Regions from separate parts of the Hordeum vulgare genome. Here region 1 is linked to region 2. A link is a contact called in public Hi-C data. All regions are on one chromosome and are shown on one strand. Each heading gives the region's core, a stretch centred on a gene start, on an enhancer-like site or on the middle of the called end of the contact. The rest is flanking DNA. Distances are from core to core; before and after follow the strand shown.

What was found. A called contact is a pair of places that touch in the nucleus more often than the background predicts.
Region 1: a Hi-C map of leaf shows a contact between it and region 2, with 5 times the contacts expected there. The contact joins the promoter of LOC123443487 here to the promoter of LOC123443486 in region 2. A contact is called at or near these places in 4 of 6 Hi-C or Micro-C datasets (leaf and seedling) and 1 of 1 datasets of contacts at active chromatin or transcription factors (embryo).

Annotation. Positions count from the first base shown.
Region 1 is chr3H:194,293,374-194,298,855 of MorexV3_pseudomolecules_assembly, reverse strand. It overlaps LOC123443487 (DNA gyrase subunit B, chloroplastic/mitochondrial), which reads right to left and starts at 2,439. Exons shown (of 21, transcript XM_045119867.1): 1 at 2,174-2,439; 2 at 1,927-2,053; 3 at 350-430; 4 at 142-255. The coding sequence starts at 2,310.
Region 2 is chr3H:193,306,722-193,312,694 of MorexV3_pseudomolecules_assembly, reverse strand. LOC123443486 (calmodulin-1) reads left to right here and starts at 3,184. Exons shown (of 2, transcript XM_045119866.1): 1 at 3,184-3,384. The coding sequence starts at 3,309.

The DNA of each region.
Region 1 (5,482 bases), core at 1,190-3,689, 990 kb before region 2:
ACAGCAGCATGATACTAAATTCATAACAGTAACTAGTACAACAGCATGATACTAAATTCATAACAGTCACATTATTCACAGTATTTGTAAAAGCATTGAGCATTCAATAAGTCTTCCTTGGATTTTAGGAAAACTGCATACCCCACGGCCGTTGTCGGTTACACTAACTGAATTGTCATCATGAAGGACTACATTAATCTCAGTAGCATAGCCTGCTTGAGCTTCATCCACAGCATTATCCAATATTTCGTAAACCTAGAATACACCAAACAAAATGATAATCAGGCAAGAAACAAAGTGGAACACCTAATAACATGGAAAAAAGGAAAGCTTAATCAGTTGAGATTACCAGATGATGCAACCCACGTGGTCCTGTGCTGCCAATGTACATACCAGGCCTTTTGCGAACTCCGTCCAATGCCTCTAAGACCTGCAAATTAGCAATTTGGTATAAATAGATATCAAGCCAACAATAACAACAAAGCCTTTAGTCCCAAACAAGTTGGGGTAGGCTAGAGGTGAAACCCATAAGATCTCGTGACCAGCTCATGGTTCTGGCACATGGATAGCAAGCTTCCACACACCCCTGTCCATGGCTAATTCTTTGGTGATACTCCAGTCCTTCAGATCTCTCTTTACGGACTCCTCCCATGTCAAGTTCAGTCTACCCGGTCTCTTTTGACATTATCAGCACGCTTTAGCCGTCCGCTATGCACTGGAGCTTCTGGAGGCATGCGCTGAATATGCCCAAACCATCTCAGACAATGTTGGACAAACTTCCCTTCAATCGGTGCCCAACTCTATCTCGTATATCCTCATTCCAGACTGTCCTTCCTAGTGTGGCCACACATCCATCTCAACATGCGCATCTCCGCCACACCTAATTGCTGCACATGTCACCTTTTAGTCGTCCAACACTCAGCTCCATACAACATTGCGGGTCAAACCACCGTCCTATAGAACTTGCCTTTTAGGTTTTGTGGCACTCTCTTGTCACGGAGAATGCCAGAAGCTTGGTGCCACTTCATCCATCCGGCTTTGATTCAATGGTTCACATCTTCATCGAATGTGAACAAAAATAATTCATTCACGCTTCACAAATAATAGCTAACAATGGTACACTGGAGAAACACATAATGATTCTGTGCAGGAATGTATATTGTTATTATTCTCTTTCTTTCCAACAAGAACGTCGGCAAGCTTTATATCTTATATATTTCATTAACTAAAAGTTAACTAGATTGATGAACTAACCACATGGTGCAGGGTTCTTAACAATTCATATACAGTACGTAATAAATGTTTATCTATTTTACAGTGGCTTAGGAAAATTAAACGCCTTGATAATGGCATTTGCTAAATTGTCAGGGGAAGAGTAGGAAGACAGAGCCTACTTGTAGCAATTAAGACGGGGATATTCTTAATCTCCCCAGCTTAGGTTCATAAATCACGATGTAAGTATGAAATTCACAATTATGCACCAAAACAAGAAAGAGTATAAACCATTGTACATGATGTAAAGTTAAATATGCATTTTTTATGTTATTCAAGGTAAACACCGTTACGTCAAAACAATACTTGATGCCTTAAGTGGGATATCAACCCAGAAAAAGACCCCCAAAAATGCTCCACGGCATCACTGTCTCAACTGAATGGGTGCAATGTCACAGCCACCTAACAAATGAGCTGCAATGTAACATTTTGTGTGCAAACTCATGCAATCAGGTAGGAAAAAAGATGATGAAAACGTATGAATAGGATTGCAAAGCTGCTTGGAGCTTGATTAACTCTGTTCCTGCCGTTATGTACTCCCTGAATCTCCCGAATAATCCGCGCATCGTTTAAAATTTGAGACAGATATTCCAAACACTTGCACCCGAACTCCAATTTAACCCCTTAGCCACAGAAGCCGTGCACGAGAATCACCTGGACGTTTGCTGCGGTGTACTCGCCGGCCACCCGCTTCTCCTGCATCGCATCGGATGCCGCCGTGGAGGCCATGAAAGCCCTCACCGCGACCCCATTGCGCCCTGGGACCGCCGCCGCCACAACCCTAGAAGGGAAAAACACGCGCCAAAAAAACACCACCAAATCAGCATCCAGACCGCTCCCGCGAGAGAAATCTGCCTTGCCAAGAGCCGTAGAAGGAAGGATGAAGCGGACATGGAGGCACCTGGGTCTGAAGGGGAGTCGAGCGGAGGGGGGGGGGACCGTGAGCAGACGGGAGGGGGCAGGGGCGGTGGAGAGGAGGCGGCGGAGAAGAAGGCGGAGATGGGGTGGGGGAGGCGACGGCCGGAGGAGGAGCGCCATTGGCGGCGGCGGGGGGCTCACGTCGTGTCCGCCTAGCTTCTGCTTTGGCTTGGCTTGGTTTGGCTTGGCCTGGGCTGCTGCTTCTGCTTGTGGTGGGGGAAATGGGAGGAGGAGTTGGGGTTTAGACGGGCAGCGGATGAGGCGACGCGGAGCTCGAGGAGGGTTTTAGGAAGGGAACGGGGTGGTTTCAGGCGAGAAAGGCTTTTCGAAAAGGAAACGCCGAACGAACTAGAATTGGGCTGTCGTTCGGCCTGGCCTGGAAACATGCAGTGGTTCTGGGTCGGGCCTGCTGGAATCATTTAATTGTACTTTAAGAAATCAATCATTAAAGAAAATCCTTTGTAGCAAAATCATTAATAGGGATACTTCTTTCAAAGATCATTCCCGCCTTTTCAGATTGCAATAAGTGGTACATTGCAAGTGTGCCACTTTGTCGTAATCTGAGAATTTTTTTCCTTTTTCGTAGATCTGTATTTTTAAAACGTTTTATCTTTTAAACTGTGAGTCCAAATCCCAAAACTTTTTTATCATTTGGTTTCTCGCCTTGGGATCTTTAAAACTAGATCTCATATTGATAGATTTTGCTGAATCTTTTTTTATGAAAAAAAGGACGAAAAAATCGTGTCTCTCGCGATAGAAAAAAAAAGACAAGAAATGCATCCTTTTGTTTTCGAGAGGGCACTGCCATGCCTCTTGCTTTGTAGTGCTGACAAGTGGTTCACCGTATACGCGTAACTTGAAGGTTTTTCCTTAAATCATATATCCAAATCATAAACTGTTTTTATCGTTGGATTTTTTGGGTTGAATTATTTGAAACTAGATTCCAAGTTATAGGTTTCACCGAACGTATTTTACAAACAAACCAAAAATAACTAGGATTGATAAAAGAAACTAGAAAAGGGAAACTTAAGAAAAAAACAATACCAGAAAAATACCAAAAACACAACTCTGCTTCTTCAGTTTTGAAGGATTTTTTTTCTTTTTGGAAGCACAGTTGTGCTTCTCGCTGAAGCATAAGTTGTGTTTTTTCAATTCTAGCAAGCACAACTAGGCTTCATATAAAAATATGCGCCAATTCTTAAAAAAATCGCCAAAACCTATGAAAAAACAAGCAAAAGTGGAAACCAAAAAATCAAAAGAAAAAAAAACACATGAAAAATTGAAATTTCTGGGATGCACTCAGCACACGGCATGTGGGGATGGATGGGTGTATTACTTGCGTGTCCCCATGCCAAAGACAATAACATATGTGGGTACCTTTTAGTTAGTTGCTTCCTTAATCATTTCTATATACTACAATGAAGCAATGGCCCGCCAGAATATACCCACAAAGCCATTGATAGTCTTGTCCGGCATGTCGGTGTATTTATGCAAAAAAGTACTTCATTTACTTCTCTTTTTTAAAACATACAGTAGGGGTGTCCGTCTTTAATCTATAATTTATAATTATTAATAAATAAAATAGATATCTTTGATCTATTATGTCAGTTTATAAAAATAAAAAAATGTTTTGGAATCAACATGCCACGTCATGTTCTGTTCACATGTCTGGGCCATATCGATGTGATCACGGGCCTGCTATTGGGCTCTCTACAACCAGGCTAACATGCTTGTACCTTTAATTAGTTGATTCCTTAATCTCTACTTATTTTTTAATAATAAAACAGGGATAACTTCTGGTCGTTCGTTACGGAAATTACCCCTAAAGTTCGCACGAATTTACCCCCTATGTCATTGGTAAGTGAAGAAAACACTTTAGTTTTTTAACTCGCCGCGTGCTTTGTTATTTGAAAATATTACCCTTAAAGTTCGCATGAATTTACCCCCTATGATACTAACATTGAACACAAGCGCTCCAGCACTGTAGTGACTAAGGCATGGCTCTCCTAGCCGGGAGACCAGGGTTTGATCCCCATGAAGCACACACTTTTTCATTTTCCTTTTTTCGCGCAGAGTCCTCCCTTACGTGTGCGTTCATGAGCCGGGACGACCCATGTACGGGGCTCGACTCTATTTTTTTATTTCATTTTTCATTATGTCTTTTCTCATTCTATTCTCTTTCTTCTTCAAATTAATTCGGGATTCCCAAATTTCAAAAGTGATGAGTTCTAAAAAAATGTTCAAGAAATCATAAAATGTACGTGAATTCAATTAACTTTTGGAAAGTATGAAAGTTTCGTGGATTCAAAAATTATTGGTGTATTTGTAAAACTGTTTGCAAATTATGAAATAAATCGTGATTTTGAGAAAATAGTTGGGAAATAAAATCATGTTTGTGATTTTGAAAAAAATATTGTGTGTTAAAACATATTCGGGAATCTAAAAAAGTGTCCATCAAATTTTAGAAAATGTTCACAAAAAGTAAAAAAAACATAAATTATCCAAGCCGTTTATTTACATGCAAGTTAAATCTACATGCAAGTCGTGTTGAAATAGAAGACCCGTCGAATCTTGAACTGCACTTTTATAGGTTAAGATCATCTTTATTTATGTCGTAATTAAAAATTCTAAGTTTATAGACTACTTTTTATAAATTAAGAGCACGTGACATTCTTTTCTCCTGTTACAATGCACGGATCCTTTTTCCAGTCCTTACTATATACATAGAAACAATGGCCCGTCCAGAATATTGACACGCACAAAGCTATCAATAGTCCTGTCCAAGAGCCAGTGTATTTGTACAAAAATGTTCTTCATTTCCTGCCTCCTTTTTCAGAAAACATACACTAGGGGTGCCTGGCTTCAACCTATACCTGTTAAAAAAGAAAATATGTATTCTTAATTCGTCATGTTATTTTATAGAAAATTCCTAGTATTTGTTAAAATCAACCTGCACGTCTTGTCATTGATTCCTGCATCTGTACGTCAATTTCACCCCGTCATGTTCCGTTTGCCTCTCTAGGGCATATAGATGTGATGTCGGGCTTGTTATTGGGCTTTCTACAATCATGTAAAAAATGATTAGGTTGTGGGTCGAACTCACGTCCTCAGCTACATTACTAACGAGGAAACCAACTAAGTCAAGTTCTGCTTGTGCCCAATGAAAGTTACGTTCAACAATTACATAATATCACATAGGTACTTTGCATCAATTTCCATCGCTATATATACATGACAAGTTGTGAGAATCACCAAGCCGTTTACAAAACGAGGGTGAGGCGTGGGTTTGATG
Region 2 (5,973 bases), core at 1,935-4,434:
CCCGGGTGCGCATGAATGACAACAAAGTGCGCAAAAAAGACTAGTATTGATCTGTGGGGCCAGTCTAGATCCCGTCAGAAGTAACTACCATCGGTCGGTGTGTCCGGAGCATTATAGTGCACCCAATGCCGCACCACAAGTCGATCAAAGCTGCAACCACTGCAAGGGGAGTCTGCAAGCAGCCATGGCCGAGCTACACGCTCGTCGATGGCAGGGTGTTGCAGAGGGGGGAGGGGCAGATGGAAACCACGACGGAGATGGACGGTGGGGCAGCGACAAGGGAGGCGGATGGCTGGGGCCGCGACATCCTCTCGTGTTGCCCGCATGGATCTGGTGGGCGTTGGGGAAGAAAGGAAAGGGGATCTGACGGTCTAATATGGTTCAATCTGGCACCTCGCGCGTGACCGGCTGAAAGTTTGTCGACAGGTGCACGATCATGTTGTTTATGATGTTTGTGATCCGTCGTGGCACACGACATGTCACATGTACCGGATTGGACACCGAAATGTATGTAGCTAGAGGGAACGTTCCTGTGGCCCGATGAGGACGTCGATTCCTCTAAGTGAGGGTGTATGTGATAGCCTGACTCAATAGGGATGTTAGAGCATCTACAACCGGACCCCTCAAACCCTCCGCAAACGCCCGGGCAGGCCGCTCGGTCACTACCCGGTCACAAATATTTGAACCAGACGGGCCTCTCAAACCGGCCTCTAACGCCCGGGCTGACCGGCACCCCCAATTTCTAGCCCGAATATGAGGCGGATATGGGGAAGCGCGGGCAAGCACGCCATGTCGGACTCGATAGCCCCACCCTACCTCAAATTGCACCAAATCCCTCAAACCCTTCCTCCTCCTCGTGCCGTCCTCCAACATTTTCCGCGCCCGACCCTTTGCCGTCTCGCACCCTTGCTCTTCATCCTCACCACCTATCCCGACCCGCCATTGTAATGTCTTCCACCCCGTCCCCGACCGCCACGACGAAGACGCAGTCCGCCTCGTCCGTCGGAGAAGGCAATGATCTCCCGTGACGCCGCGGCTACAAAAATGCCGTCCACATGGACGGACATTTTTTTAGCAAGGGAGAACAAGAAAGAGGAGAGGTACAAGATTATGTTGGATGTGCAAAGGGAGAGGATGGAGTGGATCGAACAAGGGTAGAGAGGCGGCTTGAAATTGAGAGGGAGAAGACCGAGTTGGAGAAGCAAGAGGCGGCGATCAAATGGGAACTCCAGAAGGTCAATACATTTGAAGAGATTGAGCTCGAGAAGGAGAGGTTGCAACTCTCACGCGACGTGGAGGATGCAAAAATCTTGCTCGTGGATGAATCCACGTTGGATGAATATGCCAAAAAATGGCTTGCGGAGAAGAAGGAGATCAATGACCGTAGAGCGTTGGAGGCGGCCAGGGCGGCTATGGTGCGACAACGGAGCAGGCGAACAAGATGCAGGCAGATGAGGTAGCCTAGATGCAGGCGGCGATCGCTGCCAGGATGCAGGCAGAGGAGGCAACCCGGATGCATACAGAGCAGGCCGCATGGGTGAACTCGTCTGGCGAGTGATCCGACAATCAACACTTGTCGGTTGGACATTAATTTCATTTTGGCAATGTCCGTTTGGTTGAACTATGACATCATTTGCTTTTGTTTTAAACTGTTGAATTCTGACAGTTTGTATCAGATGATCGAGGTGCATGGCTTTATATGAATTTGAGAGTCCGAATATGAGGTATGTGGATGCACGGAGCGAAATATGTGGGGTCGTCCGGATGTGTCCGCGGGCGTATTCAAGCGCGTTCGCGGGCGTATAGGAGGCCAAATTTGCCCAGTCCGGCTGTAGATGCTCTTAGACTATTCATATCGGTAAGGAATTCTATTTTTTTCGAAATCTCATTCAAACAGAACTACCAAGTTAAACATGCTTGACTTGAAGTAGTTTTAGAATGGGTGACCGATCGGAAAGTTGGTCCCGAATGCGCATAAGCAATGACAAAGTGTGAAAAAACTAGTATTGATTTATGGAGCCAATCTAGATACCTCGAGAAGTAACGACCACGGGTTGATGTGTCCGAAGCATTACAATGCACAATGTTGCAGCCACAGGTCAAGCAAAGCTGCAACCATTGTGAGACGAAATCTACAAATAGCGATGGCCGAACTACACGCTCGTGGAGGGCACGGTGTTACAGACTTACAGAGGAAGAAGGGGACGGATGAAAACCATGACGGAAATGGGCGGCGTGACACTGACGAGGGAGGCGGATGGCGGGGGCAGCGACGCCCTCTCCTGCTGCCCGCATGGATTCTGTGTGGGTCGGAAAAAAAGAAAGGGATCCGACTGTCTAAGAGCATCTCTAGTAGAACCCTCAAACCCTTAAATCCAAAATCAGTTTTAAGGGTTGAGAATTGGCCATTTTTGACACTTTTAAGGGTTGAAAAACAGAGGCAAAGACTAGAACCCTCAAACCCAACCCTTATAGCCTAGTTTTGAACACTATGAACATGCACGCGGAGGAACAGAGGATACAAAAATGACTTTAGCCGCGGAGGAGCTCGCGCTCGCGCTGCCTGGACGAGGCCGTCTCCCTGGCGTACCGCGCGGTGGAGCTCCGCCGGGCGCCGCGACCCTTCTCGGCGGGCGGCCGCGGCGGCGGCGGGCGGGGGCGCGGCGGCGGGCGGGGGCGCGGCGGGCGCGACGGCGGCGGCTGGAGCGCGGGGCCGGGGCCTGGGCGCAGAGGGGCGGCGGGGCCGGGGCCGGGGCGGTAGCCGGAGCGCGGGGGGAGGCGGCCGGAGCGCGGGGGGAGGCGGTCGGAGCGCGGGGGGAGGCAGGGCGGCGGCCGGAGCGCGGGGGGCGGCGGGGCGGCGGCGGCTGGAGCAACTTCCTCGCGCGGGCGGGAACCAACTGCCTCCCGTGCGAGGTGGGAAGTGGAGTACGGGTTGGGGGCAGTCCCCCCCCCCCCAACCCTCACTTCTACAGGCTGGGAAGGGGTTTGAGGGTTCGACCTCTAATTTTTTTTACGGGTTTAAGGGTTTGAGGATTCTACTAAAGATGCTCTAACATGGTTCGGTGTGACGGGTCACGTGTGACCGACTGAAAATTTCGGCCAGCGTGGCAGGGTGGGCGCTTAGCACTCGCCAACGAAGAAACAGTAGAGCCTGCGATTTCGAGCCGCGGTCCAAGGTACGCGTAGCAGTTTCCCCTATCCGGTCGCCTAAATATTTTCCTCCCTGTCACCTTCCTCCCTTCCTCCACTCGCGCTTCGCTCTTTTCTCTCTCAGATCTCCGTCTCGTCCGCGTGTTGGGGTAGGAGCCATGGCCGACCAGCTCACCGACGACCAGATCGCCGAGTTCAAGGAGGCCTTCAGCCTCTTCGACAAGGACGGAGACGGTTCGATCCCCTCTCTGTTCTCCTCTTTTAACTTGTACTACTCGTATATGATTTGCACGATCGCATTCGATGTGCGCGCACTCGCTGTAGTTGATGCGGTGCCTTGCACTGGCGCGTAGATGTGTTGGGGTTGGGGATCTGATCGACGTAGCGTACATGCGTTTTGCTGGTTCGAGTTGATCGCGGCGGGATTGGTTTTGCGGGGTGCTCAAGATGCAGTAGATCTCGCACTCCTTTTCACCGTTCCTTGTGGATTCTGCCTCCATACATTCTTCTCTTGCCAGCGCTGTCCGCCCGTCACCGTGCAGTATTGCTGCGCCGTATGCTCGTCCAGAACTCGTCCGTTCCGGCTGATTGCTGAGCTGTCTGTCATAGCGAAGGCTTCAGCCGGCTGTTTGGCCGTTCCATCAGATCTGTTTCGGTGGAGCAACCGATGACCTTGCAAAGTTCCCCAAAAAAGGTTCTACCAGGAAGAGATTGAATTATGAGAGAAGGTGGCAGTCTACCACATCTAACGATCACACAGCATGGCCGGTGGCACTGTTGCTGCTGAGTCGGTTGCTAGAGCATGGTGGGTCACTAGTCATCAGTCGCTACTCTCTAGGTGCAGCTAGAACAGCAGTAAGGAGGTGCGCTGCGATGTGGTGTTAGGGTTATAAGATCATGTAATACCCCATAATTCTGTACTTATATGTAACTATTGACTTGGAATTTACCTAGGCTTTTGGGTCTTTTTCTCTGGATGCCATGGGCATAGGATTGTGATAGCAATGATTAAGTTTTTGGTTGCTTAAACTACATATTTTCTTCTCAGTGAATGCCACATCAGAGTTTGTCTGGTTTTGCCTATCATGCTATGGCGGTGCTAGTGTGAGACTGATAACATGGAGAATGCATGTGATGGCTGGAATAGCTATTGGTATTGATGTTTACTTATTATGAAACATTAGTTGAAGCAAATCGAGTAACTCACATGTGTTGCCAGCTTACTGCTTGACAGAAAATATATCTGTAGTTAGTTGCTTGCTGTTCAAAGATTTCTAGCCAATGGTTAATACCAGGGAAACGGGAGCCATGATCATACTGGTAAAGATTGATTCACAAATTTACATTGATTAAAAGGTTCTGTTATATATTTCTTCCATGGAAACATTGCCAAATTGCATTTTGGTTATGCAAAAAATACCTTGCCAAGGACCAAAATGAATGAACAAACCAATCAGATGTATCAGTAATGGTCCTTGATCCTTCAATAACACCACCATCTCTCTAGAGGAATTGAGGAAATGCGTGGTAGTTTTGGTATCCCTAGCTTGTTGAATGTCTTTGTTGGCGTGTGGTGTGAGGACTAATAGATTTATTGTGGGGAAGGTCTAATTGAATGTCCTCTGCAACTTTGATTGTGTATATTTTAATATTTGAAATATTCACTAATGGTTTTCTTTTGTAAACTTGCTGATTATGTTAAAGGCATGGCATATGGACTTTCTAGGATCCATAGGTCTTCCCTTGTATGATGAAAATCAAGACCCATTGTAAATTTTGAGTGGATTCTCAAATATGTTTCCAATCTGAAACTGAAAATATTCTTGCGATAGAACACTGTAGCATTGATTTGTGAAGTACTTGCAAGTTAAAACAAATCTTTGCTGTAATAGGTTACATGTCTTGCTCTTCTAATTGTGTGGACTTTGGTACTGGTCAAGTTGACGAAATGTTTACCCAAATATTTTTGTGGATAGTGTTGTTTCAAATAGTTAAGCCTTGAATGTTCTTGTGAAATTTCATCATTGTCCACTTAAACTGTATTTGTGTTTGTTTGCTACCCTTGAATGATTTCATGCATCCAAAATTCCAGACTGCAAGATTTGTTGATGAACCCAATCATTGGTGCATTACTGTCTTTTGCATTAGCATATAGCTGAAATGATCTCTAAATGTTAAATAAATGTAAATAATATTTGTGTCCATTGAAAACCCAAAATTTCGTTATGTTCTTGTATTGCACATGCACGTGCAAATGTGGCTTCCGGATGTATTCATTACTTCTATAAATGTCTACAAGATCATTTGGAAGATATATGCCCATTACAGGCACATTGCATTTGGATGTAGCATTTCACATATGATATGGTGATTTTATTGCACAATTACTTTTGTTTTTCTGCATACTTGTTGTTTTTTGTGTTACCATCATTTAGTCAGTGTTTCAAGTGGGGGCAAGTCGAATCGGGTCGCACCTGACTGGCCAGGTGACTACTCTGAGTATTCTAGATTCTGACTAGTCAGTGACTATTTGACAACTAGCCAGGCCTGCTAGTCAGGGGATTTAGATAGGCTGGCAACAGGTTGTCAAGTCTTACTGGGTGTGTCTGGTTTGAGCCCAAGCCAAACCTCTATTTTTTGGCCACTGTTGGCCAGAAAATTGAAAGTGGGCTAAGGAGCATGGTCATGCCAAAAATTTGCCAGTCCATCCAAGCAAGAACCAAAAATTCAGTCATGACCAAAACAATCGGTAGGGCTGACTTGGTCGCAAACCGGAATTACCCATTGTCTAAGACCTCTTTTAGTGTGCATGAAATTGAATTG